Regions from separate parts of the Danio rerio genome. Here region 2 is linked to region 1. A link is a contact called in public HiChIP or PLAC-seq data. All regions are on one chromosome and are shown on one strand. Each heading gives the region's core, a stretch centred on a gene start, on an enhancer-like site or on the middle of the called end of the contact. The rest is flanking DNA. Distances are from core to core; before and after follow the strand shown. Region 1 holds the start of dync1i2a (dynein, cytoplasmic 1, intermediate chain 2a). Region 2 holds the start of dlx1a (distal-less homeobox 1a).

The links. HiChIP or PLAC-seq counts read pairs in DNA pulled down with a chosen protein or histone mark.
Region 2: an H3K4me3 HiChIP or PLAC-seq map of embryo shows a contact between it and region 1, with 4 times the contacts expected there. The contact joins the promoter of dlx1a here to the promoter of dync1i2a in region 1. A contact is called at or near these places in 5 of 18 Hi-C or Micro-C datasets (caudal fin, embryo, hematopoietic stem cells and 1 more) and 2 of 4 datasets of contacts at active chromatin or transcription factors (caudal fin and embryo).

What each region holds. Positions count from the first base shown.
Region 1 is chr9:3,182,774-3,188,386 of GRCz12tu, forward strand. dync1i2a (dynein, cytoplasmic 1, intermediate chain 2a) reads left to right here and starts at 3,299. Exons shown (of 15, transcript NM_001076667.1): 1 at 3,299-3,360.
Region 2 is chr9:3,400,465-3,406,077 of GRCz12tu, forward strand. It overlaps dlx1a (distal-less homeobox 1a), which reads left to right and starts at 2,451. Exons shown (of 3, transcript NM_131305.1): 1 at 2,451-2,897; 2 at 3,147-3,346; 3 at 3,895-4,458. The coding sequence starts at 2,585. The coding sequence ends at 4,140. It overlaps LOC141376047 (a long non-coding RNA gene), which reads left to right. Exons shown (of 8, transcript XR_012385125.1): 6 at 1-169; 7 at 271-437; 8 at 1,800-1,889. All of the region lies in intron 1 of LOC137496440 (a long non-coding RNA gene), which reads right to left.

The DNA.
Region 1 (5,613 bases), core at 2,049-4,548:
CAAATCTGAAAATGTGGTAAAAATCCGACGAGGGCTTTTCTTTTTCTGGACTGCTTTTGTAAGTTGTTTAGGGTTTAGGGAAGTAAGTGGGTGGCCGGGTCAATCCGTGAAACTGGTTGGGTTTAGGAAAGAGGAGGGTGGGTCAGTCGGTTTGGCTTGTTGCCCAGTCAATCATTCAGTCATTTAGCCGGACGACAGCGGCCTCTAGTGGGTTCACGCGAGAACAGCGCAGGCGCGAACGGCACTCGCGAGAGACATTTGAGATACGAAAAAGTGCACACAGCGGCCTCTCGTGGATTCACGAAAACAAAAACTGCAAAAATAAGTACCTCCCAGGATGTATTTTGCGGTCTCCAGAATTGTCCATGAGACTATGTTTCAGAATGAGCCTGAGTTGCTATTTTTCGTGCCTGCGTGCTACAGTGCACTGGCTGCCGACAGTGCACTGGCTTTTTCAACCAAGGCTATCACGCGCCATACGTAGGCTAGTTTAAAACGATTACTATGAGAAAGGCAAGGATGACTACAGAGGGAGACGGTGAGTTTAACATGACTGATGCTGCCCTGTTTACTCTGTAATAAGACACATTTTGCTAGACCAGATTACAGGTAAACGAGAGACACGTTCCAGTTCAAAAATAAGCCATAAAAATGCTGAAGGTAAACAGTCTTTTGTCCACTTATAATAAATAATAATATGTTTTATTTATATAGCGCCTTTCCAGAGCTCAAGGACACTTTACAAAGAATGCGGAAAAAAAGATAAACAAACATACAGTAAATCAAATATAACAAACTGGAATTACACAAACAAGACCTAGGAGACAAATAGCGCAGGGGGATCAGATAAAGGGGTCAGTTTGGCAGATCAGAAGTGAAGCATTCACTTGATAATACTGCATGGGATTTCTCTGATCTTTCAATCTATTACTGTGAAAAAAAATCACTTTTTTGGCAAAGATTTGTACTTTTAGTTCTAAAAAATCAAATGTGGGAGATATTTACCTACTTAGTAAAACTAAAAAGGTGCAGTAGTAATAGGTACTTTTTACTTAAGTACATTTTTGAGGCAGAACTTCTTTACTTTTACTTAAGTAGAAAAGTGTAGTCAGTACTTTTACCAGAGTCGTTTTAAACATGAGTATCTGTACGTCTAGTTGAGTAAAAGATTTGTGTACTTTTGTCATCTCTGGTGGTGCTCAACCATGTTCCTGGAGATTTTAGCTCCAATCTAAATCAAACACAAATAAACCATCCAAGTAAGATCTGAAGGAGCACTTGGTAATTAAAGACAGGTGTGTTTCTCAAGGTCAAGGTTGCAGCTGAACTCTGCAGAAAGCTACATCTCCAGGAACAGGACTGAGCAGCCCGGTGGTAGTGCTGTTGACCTAATGGTTCTCTTTCTGTGTGTTTGGGTTAGTTTACTCTGGTGTATTATTGTTATTTTCTCTGATTGCCACAAGGCTTTAGTTCTGTCTCCTAATTATTAGCCCCCCTTTTCATTTTTTCATATTTCCCAAATGATGTTTAACAGAGCAAGGAAAGTTTTGTTGGAATATCTAGCCAATTCCATGTGTGTTCAAGAGAAAAGGTCAGGAGAGGTTTTTCTTCAATGTCAAAAATCGTAACAATTTATTAGATACAAATGAATAATTCGATGACAGAGCTCTGGGTTACGTTACCCCAATGCAATACAAGAATTACATTCAAGAGGTTTGCAACTAACATACATTTCCTGACTCCAGCATATATACACAACCGATCTTAACAGGTGGAGTTTTGGTGTAACGTCACTTGTCAGTCATTGTTCAGTCCTCCATTGGCCGCACCTTCGACATACTTCCTCTTTTTCTACGAATGCTCTGCACAACAACAAAGCATACATCTTTCTGTGTTCTGTGTTCAGTTTTAACACCTCTCTTCAGACAGGAAGTTTCTGCAAAGCTGAATTTAATTTTGGACCAGCATCTATCTACTTCAGCAAAAATGCTAATTAGTATGCACAGCATTCACACACAACATTAGAAATTCAGTTAATATATGACCCTTACATGATCAATACAAATAATTGTTTGATTAAAAGAAAAAGAGACAAAAATAATAAAAAATGATTCCTATTTTACAACAACAGTTTCACAGTGTGTCTAATAATATTGTTTTCTTCTGGAAAAAGTCTTATTTGTCTTATTTCCGTTAGAATAAAAGCAGTTTTTAATTTTCAAACAGCATTTTAAGGTCAAAATTATTAGCCCCTTTAAGACAACTTTTTTTCCAATAGTCTACAGAACAAACCATCATTATACAATAACTTGCCTAATTACCCTAACCTGCCTAATTACCCTAATTAACCTAGTTAAGCCTTTAAATGTCACTTTAGGCTGTATAGACGTGTCTTGAAGAATATCTAGTCAAATATTATTTAGTCATCATAGCAAAGATTAAATAAATCAGTTATTAGAAATGAGTTATTAAAACTATATTGATTAGAAATGTGCTGAAAAGGTTTTCTCTCCATTTAACAGAAAACAGGGAAAAATAAACAGGGGCGCTAATAATTCTGAATTTAACTGTATGTGATGGTGTTCCTGTGTGTTTATTGATGAAGCTCATGCAGTCTCTTCTCCGTCCTGTGTACATAAATAGATATACAACTAACTAACTAACTAACTAACTAACTAACTAACTAACTAACTAACTACCTAACTACCTAACCCCACCCCCCCAACAAAAAAAAAAGACATCCTGGGTTGTACGTTGCATGTTGGTAAAGCAGAGGCGTAATCCACATGCATTTAAGGAGCGTTTATTAATAAATCCATAAAAGAGGAAACAACAGGAAGATCCACCAACATAGTGGAACAAACATTTAACAACTGACTGACACACAAGGGCTATATACACAGGGGGCAACAATTAGGCTAAGCAAGCAGACAAGATTACTTCTCAATCAGCACCCCTGTTCAGTCAGTGCACTCATCAGGGTATCAGCTATTTAAAGTGCGGTCATGATCTGAAAACTCTAATAGTGCACTGAAATGTTTGTATCCTGAAAAGTCTCACAATATGCAGTATTAATTTGTATATATAAAGCGTTTTGCTTTACTATTTTTTTATGTTATGTTACTATGTTTCATATCTAGACCTATTTTAAATAACAAAATATTTACTTTTCCTTTAGCTCATTTTTGTTTTTGTATATGGTACTTTCCTATTCTGTAGTATTTCACAGCAATCGCGTTTTAAACATTCGCTTTTTTGATCCTCCCGGCACCCGTCAGAGTCGCGCCTCCGCATCCGCGCACCCGGAAACTGAGCAGGGCAACAAAAGCAGCGCTTTCTGCAGGCAACAAACAATCTCAGGTCTGCTTATAACATGCTTTTAAATAAGAGAAAACGTTTCAATAATGTGTCTATGACTCTAGTCAACTTTTTATCCGCCGGGTTGTCACTTTTATGCGTTGGGTGTAGTCCAGCAGTAGCTATTTACCAGGAGTGCTGTTGGGAGTCAGTCATATGACAGTCACGCATTTAAAATCGACTGCGAATATAATATTTTGTATATAACGTTAACATGATGTAATATGATATGAATGAAGTGATGTGCTTATGATTCTGTTTGTTTATGTAGTGAAAGGACAGAAGTTAATCTCTAGCAGATTAACAGTTACTGACAGCAGGAAAATCCGCTTTAAGATGATTTAGTCAATATTTATTTGCTCCCAGAGCTAGTGAAGTGTTTACTGATTTTATAACTAATGTAATTGAGATCAAATTGGTTTTATATTCGCACATTCATTCATTTTTGAACAGTGACAGGGTCTCTGCATTGTTTACCACGATGTTTTGTAAATTGGGTCTAAAATATAGAGGTAAAGTTGGTTTTATATTCGGATATTCAGACATTCCCCTTAATAATATCATTTCAGAAAAGTATTCATTGCAAATTCTAAATAGGGAAATCATATTAGCCGCACATGAGTATCAAAGTACAACATTGTTCACAGTCAAATAAACAGTGTTAATGTTGTTTTCAAGTCATACTTGCATGGTAATTCCGATCGAATATTCAAAGTAACATGGTAAACAATATATATAGACTGCTAAATAAACGAATGTGTGAATATAAAACCAACTTTACCTCTATGTCTAAAATTGCAGTCTCTGATACTGGTAATATACAAGCATATTTCACCCACTAATATCTTAAAACTTGGTTTCTTAATAGTAAGTTTACATTTTATGAATGTAAAATTTTGTTAACAATATAAGTAATCTAATTAAATAAATTGATTAGGATAGACTGTAAAGCCAAAAAGTGATTTTTTCCCATAATGATGAAAGAGGTTTTGAACACTGAAAATTGGTTACAAATAAATTAATACATTACAAACATTAATACATTTTTTGCACCTTTGCAAGTTGACTATGTACAATGCCAAAATAAGTGAAGAGTACAGATGCAAAAACCTCTAAGTGCCGTCTGAAATTTTCATAAAAAATGAGCCTTTCTCAGCCTCCTCCTATTCTCAGCCTCCTTTGTTTTTGTTGAGTAATTTCGCTTTGAAAAGTAGTACTGAACCTACACACAGGAGGCTAATAAAAATGATAGAGGTAAAGATAGTTTTAGATTTGGATATTTAGACATTCTCCTTAATTTAATTTCAGAAAAGTATGCTTTGCAAATTCTAAAAAGGGGAAATCATATTAGCAGCCAATGACTATCAAAGTACAACATTGTTCACAGTGACTTAGATAGTGTTAATTTTGTTTAGAAGTCATACTTGCATGCTAATTCTGACCTAATATTCAATTTAGCATGGTAAACAATATTAAGACAGTTAAATGAATGAATGTGCGAATACAAAACCAACTTTACATCTAAAAAATTATAATTTTTGCATCAAAAAAATTATAATTTTTGGGTATTTCTGTTGTCTCATATTTATTACAAAAAAATACAATTTACATCTATCCCACTTTTAAGTTTATGTGGAATGTTTTGCTGGATAAAATCTGTGGAGACGTTTATAGGATATTTCTTTCATTTAATTTCTAACATGATATTTCAGTTGTAACAGCCACACTTTTTTTTTTTTTTTTTTTACAGAAAATCAATTTACTGTAGAATGAGATAGATATATGTATATATATATATATATGTAGGCACAACACAATTGTTGTTTGCTAGTTTCAGCTCGGCGCAAGAGTCGTTTTGACGTTTTGCAGCACGTTGTTTAGATATCAAATGCATTTGCGCTCATATGTGCGCCCATAGGCATTCTGGTCTAAAAAAGGAGGTGTGTTGAGGCACATTGCTGGCGCGTTGCTATTTTCAGGAACTTAAATAGACGGTTCAATAGATCAGATCAAAGCCGGTCTATTGTCCAGCGCAGAGCGTGATAGTTTTGCGCCTCACTTACACATTGCTTAACACACACAGGATGTACAGCAATACACAAATATCTTTATAAATGAGAAAGAATTAAAGGGTTAAAATATTACAAAAAATATTTTTTTCTAGCCTACATAAATATAAAAACCAAACTTTCATGTCTTCTTCATCTCGGGGGCCTTTTTCAGTTCATTCATAACAATTTGCTTTTGTATAATGTT
Region 2 (5,613 bases), core at 1,201-3,700, 220 kb after region 1:
ACACGTGCAACTCGTTGTCCATTGTGTTCTGAACGCTGATAATTGTCGGTTGTAATACTGTCATTATTTGCGCTATTGATGAAGGATCCCCGAAGTAGATTGCAAATGTCATTTGAAATACAAATTGCTTGAAATTGGACAATTTTGAGGATGGTGGGATATCTAACAGGTACTGTCAAATGTGGTCGTCAGTCCAGTATCATCCTTGGCATCGTGTTGCCGCCAAATGTCATTTTTTGTCTAATATTCTGGAGTCTTTTCTGATTTCAGTGTATTTTTTGTGATGACGGAATGTAAGTGAATACATACTGGGATTATGACCATTTTGAAGAAGACTGGAGAAAAGACAAGCGCGGAGGCTGAGAAAGAGAGAGAGAAAAAATGACAGGAGGATGTGGAGGTGTGATCCGTGTTCAACGGGGAGTCGCACACCGACGGTACGAGCGGTCTCATTCTGTTCTGCTTCTTGCGAGCTTCTTATTTGTCTCTTTGAGTTCTGTTAGCTTTGTATTTCTCATCTGCAACACTGGTATGATTTTAGCTTGCGTTTTTATCGAATAACAAGACAAAGTGATTGATTTGCTGTGTCGTTTTGCAAATGAAGCTGTCACGTTTCTGGGAAAAAAAAGCTACACGCGAGAAAATATTCCAATCAGTTTACACGAATATTTTATTGTCAGTTATTCCTTGAGTGATTCTAAAAAGGCTGATTTTAGAATGCTGATTCCAAAATGAAGTCATCAAACGGTTTCGCGGATTAATTTCATTACTTGTTCTTACTTATTAGCTTTGCTTATTTAAATAATGTAATCTTAAAGAAGATAAGGCCCATGTTCGTTAAAAATTAATGGCAGACAAAAAATCCATGTAATTGTCAGCTGTATTTAATAAAAAAATAAATAAATAAGGGTGAAACTATTGCATTTACATTTTTCTTTCTTGCTTAAGGTTGTTATTGACAGCCCTAAACATGTGCTGGCTATGTTTTTATTTTATTCCGTTTTAATTAATTTGTTTAACTATTATAAAGTAGACATTATTACGAGTTTATTCAAAACTGAATTTAAACTGAATCTAATTAACCTTATGAGTCCATTGAACTTATATAATATTACTACTAATATTACTAACTGACTTAAAAACAGGTTGCATAACTTAGTTTGATTATGATTTACTTATGATTAACTTACTAATATTAATGACCTAAAAACATTTGCTGTCAGAACTAATTGATCATATCATTTTCTGCAGTGTAGAATTGTGTGGTTTTGTGATATTGTAGCTTTAAGAAGGAAAATGAGGTATACATTTTAATTTCTATAGGTAGTAAACGTGAGGGAAATAAATAGCTATTTATACATTTGCTATTGTTTATCCGTGTTAAATGTAATTTTAACAGATCCAATTATTCAAACACAAATCTGCCAACTTTTTTTTTTTTTTACAAAAAAAAAAAACCTTTCGATACAAACCAAACATTGCAACGTCAACAAAACTCAAACCTGAAAGGAATAAACCAAATAATCGGAGTTTGTTATCAACACCGGCCTGTTTCTCTGATCCTCAAGCGCAGTAATTTAACCCGCGCGCGAGTGATGTGAATCTGCTCAACACTGCAAGTGTTAAATACACAGCTAATTATGCGTATGAAAATTAAACAACAGTGTTATGCTAATTTAGTTGGTTTCAGCTGTGTCTTCAAGCACTCGAGACTAGCATTTTAACCAAATGAATCATCAAAGTAATTCATCTTTGCTTGGAGACACACATTTATACCTGTACTTAATCATATTTGTTAGGTGTTAAATGCTTTGTTCACGGAGCCGTGACCAGCAGAAAATTAGGAGCATGCTATCTTCGTTCACTATTACGAAAGGTTTGCTTTTTATATAACAGCCTTTACTTTTGTTTTTTATTCTGATTTGTTTATTTTAAGAGATGTATTTATAATTAATATAATAGTAATAGTAATAATAATAATATAATTTACTTATAATTACACATATATTGCATAAGAATTACCATTTCCCCTTGGTTATATAATTTAATTTTACTGTTACTTTTCTGATAATTTGTTAATTGATACAGGCCTTACACTGATGGCACTGATATAAAAAAACGAATGTAATTATAAAAAATTTATATATTTTACACTGTTGAGACAAATTTGGTGGTTTCAGCGGAAATGTGTTTGAGCCTCCCAAGTACGGCCTATGCGTCTCGGTCCATTCCCTAAATTTCTACATTAGCATTGCACAATAGAGTCACAGGTTGGTCTTATTTCTTGAGTTTATCAGGTCCGTCGGACCCGACCCTCGGATTACCAATCCGCATCGCTCTTGGAGGGAGTGGACCAATCAGAGAGCACCTTGGATACATATTCATGATTCCCTGATTCAAACCTTTGAGCGAGTTTGTGTGGATCCACAGCATCGTACCTAGACTTTTCACAGAGACAAACTACATTTTCTTATGAATGGAAAGTGAAAAAATCAGTTGAGCTTAAATTGGGATCCATCCTTCACTCAGATCATAGAAGAAAACAAAAAAGCAGGGAGAGAGAGAGAGAGCGAGAGCGAGAGACATGACCATGTCTACAATACCAGAGAGTCTAAACAGCCCAGTCTCAGGAAAGAGCGTGTTCATGGAATTTGGGCCACCAAGTCAGCAAATGTCGCCTTCATCTATGACCCACGGACATTACTCAATGCACTGTTTACACTCCTCCGGACACCCGCAACACGACAGCGCATACAGCCCGGCTCCGTCCTTCCCTAGATCTCTGCCTTATCCATACGTCAACTCGGTCGGTAGCCATTCCTCCAGCCCGTACCTCAGCACCGTGCAGACCTACCCAAACAACTCGGCTTTGGCGCAGACCCGATTGGAGGACCCAGGTAAGAAATGCTTTGGTCTTTTTGCTGGTCGCTGCTTTTGTCGACGCACTACGAGAATGTTGGACTGGAGTAGCCCAGATGTGCTGTTATTAGGCTTGGTAATTATTTATTGCGTAATGCTATAAACAATGTATGCAATTAAGGCTAATTATACCTAAAGTGCCGCCTGTAAAACTTGTGCACAGTGATGTGAGCCGCACTGCATGAGCAGTCTGTGAGACAGTTTCTCCTTTTCTTTCTCCCTCCCAGCACCGGAGTCAGAGAAAAACACCGTGGTGGAAGGAGGAGAGGTTCGTTTCAACGGGAAAGGCAAAAAGATCCGCAAGCCCCGGACCATATACTCCAGTCTCCAGCTGCAGGCTCTGAACAGGCGGTTCCAGCAAACCCAGTATCTGGCTCTGCCAGAGAGAGCCGAGCTCGCCGCATCACTGGGGCTCACGCAAACACAGGCATGTGCTCAGCTTTTACTCGTTTTCAGGGAAGCAATAGAGGCTACATACATGTCGCTTTTACAATTTAAGAAATATTGGGTATTTTTATATTGGCATTCTCTTTTTGAAGTGTAGGCTAGTGCACTTTTTCTCTCTATAAAGGCCTGCTGTCAAGGGTATTATTTGTTGGTCACACTTTACTATAAGGTTTCATTGAGAGTAACGTATTTACTAACATGAACTAATAATGAACTACATGTACTAAATTTATTATCCATAGTTCAACACTTACTAATGCATTATTAAAATGACAAACTCATGCTTGTTAATATTAGTTAATACATCATAACAAGAAACCAACAACGAACAACTTTATTGCCAGTTATAAACTTGAATAAACACTGTATTTAATGTATTATTTATTGTTTGTTTAGTACATACTAACACTGACTATTGTGAATTGTTACCCATTTGTCTGAGAGAACGCAGAAGTAAGTGAACGATGCTTTATTCAACGTGAATCAGATATCGTCTCTCATTCTCTGAACTCGTTTTTCCTTTTCCAGGTGAAGATCTGGTTTCAGAACAAACGCTCCAAGTTTAAGAAACTGATGAAGCAGGGTGGAGGAACAATAGACACGAACGCTTTGGCTAACGGGCGCGGACTGTCCACCGGATCTCCATCCGTGGCGCCCGTCTGGAACACAACAGCCACCGTCAAAACGTCCACACCGACCTCTTATATTCCCAGTTACACCTCATGGTATCCCACAGCACACCAGGACACTATGCAGCAGCCACAGCTCATGTGAACCAGGACTGCTGAAACAACCCCGCCCCTCTGTCCACCAATGGCCCAGTTCAGGGGACCCGACACAGGCAGTCACTCTGCGGCCTTACACACCCTGGCCCTTCGCAGCCCAGACCAGATGTGATCCGGAGACACTCTCTCTCTCTTTTTCACACAAAAAGACACCTGCTGACACACACTGTCCAGCGGGGACTGAACCAGGGTCGTCCGGTCGCACCGGAGAAGAAACACGTCTCTTTTTTGAATTGAAGGGAATGGCGGGAAAGTGGGTCAAATCAAAGCTGCTACTCTGCCCTTTCCGTGACTCTTTTTGTTGTTGTGTAAAAAAAAAAAAAAAATCATGAGACTAGTCACTAATGTATTTCGTTTTCTTCAAATTTGTTGTTTTCCATATGAAATTTGGAGTTACCGGGTTGAACATTACACCAAACTGCGCATTTCTTTCCAAGAAGTGGCTAAAATACAGTCGCTTCAGGCTTATTCAGCGTGTAAAGACTGGGATAAATCACACCGTGAGCAAGTCTCCTGATTTTCCCCATTTTAAAGGGAAGAAAGACATCTTTAAACAAGATTATTTTGTATGTACGGCGTTTTTTTGTGTTTATTTAAATATAACTTATTTAGATTATGTTTTTGTTTTGATTATATGTTTGTATGTTTTATTTAAAAAAAAATAAATGTTCTTTAAATTATGATGTGAGGCTGCACTATAAAACAGAAACACTTCCCTCGGATTTGAACCTAGTTTGTAAACCCGAGTGTTTTACTTTATTGGATCACACAAAGAGGAGATAACCGCGTCTATCATCAGCGCTGGATGGGAAGTGTTGACAGCTCTTAAATGTACAGAAATAGTCGTTTTCGTTGTGTGCTGAATAATTTGTGCAAAAGGATCTAAACATGGTTGTGTTTAATTAAAATTCATGTGTTTTTTTCCGTTTTACATTGAAAAGAAATCATAGTTTTATAGCCTACCGGTCATATTAATTTATTGTTTTTGTTTCATGGAGTCTTGTATAATGTGTAAACACGAACAGTAAAAATCTGCTTATAAAAGAAGTTACAAAATGTCATCGCAACTTTTATTGCTTTGAAAAATGAACCAAATTCAGGTAACCGAACAAAATACCAACAATTAATAACAAATTAAACCTATGCTGTGTATTGAAAGTCAAATTAACAGACCTATAAACAATATTTAGCCGTGTTTCTCACATTTCAATCATGACCAAACGCATTTAGATAACAACAACAATAACAACAGCCTTATAAACAATAACTAATTTCTGTCTGCTTCTAAATGACACGTCCAGTTTTGCACTGCAATCCGAGCCAGCGATTAATCTTGCGGTGGTTTCTGTAACACCAACCCTAACACAGTAATTCCTCCGACAATAAGGGCACTTGTTTCTTTTCACTTTCGTTTAGCCGCTATAAGCTCTTTTCTGCTCTTGTGTGGTTGCTTTTGATGGCC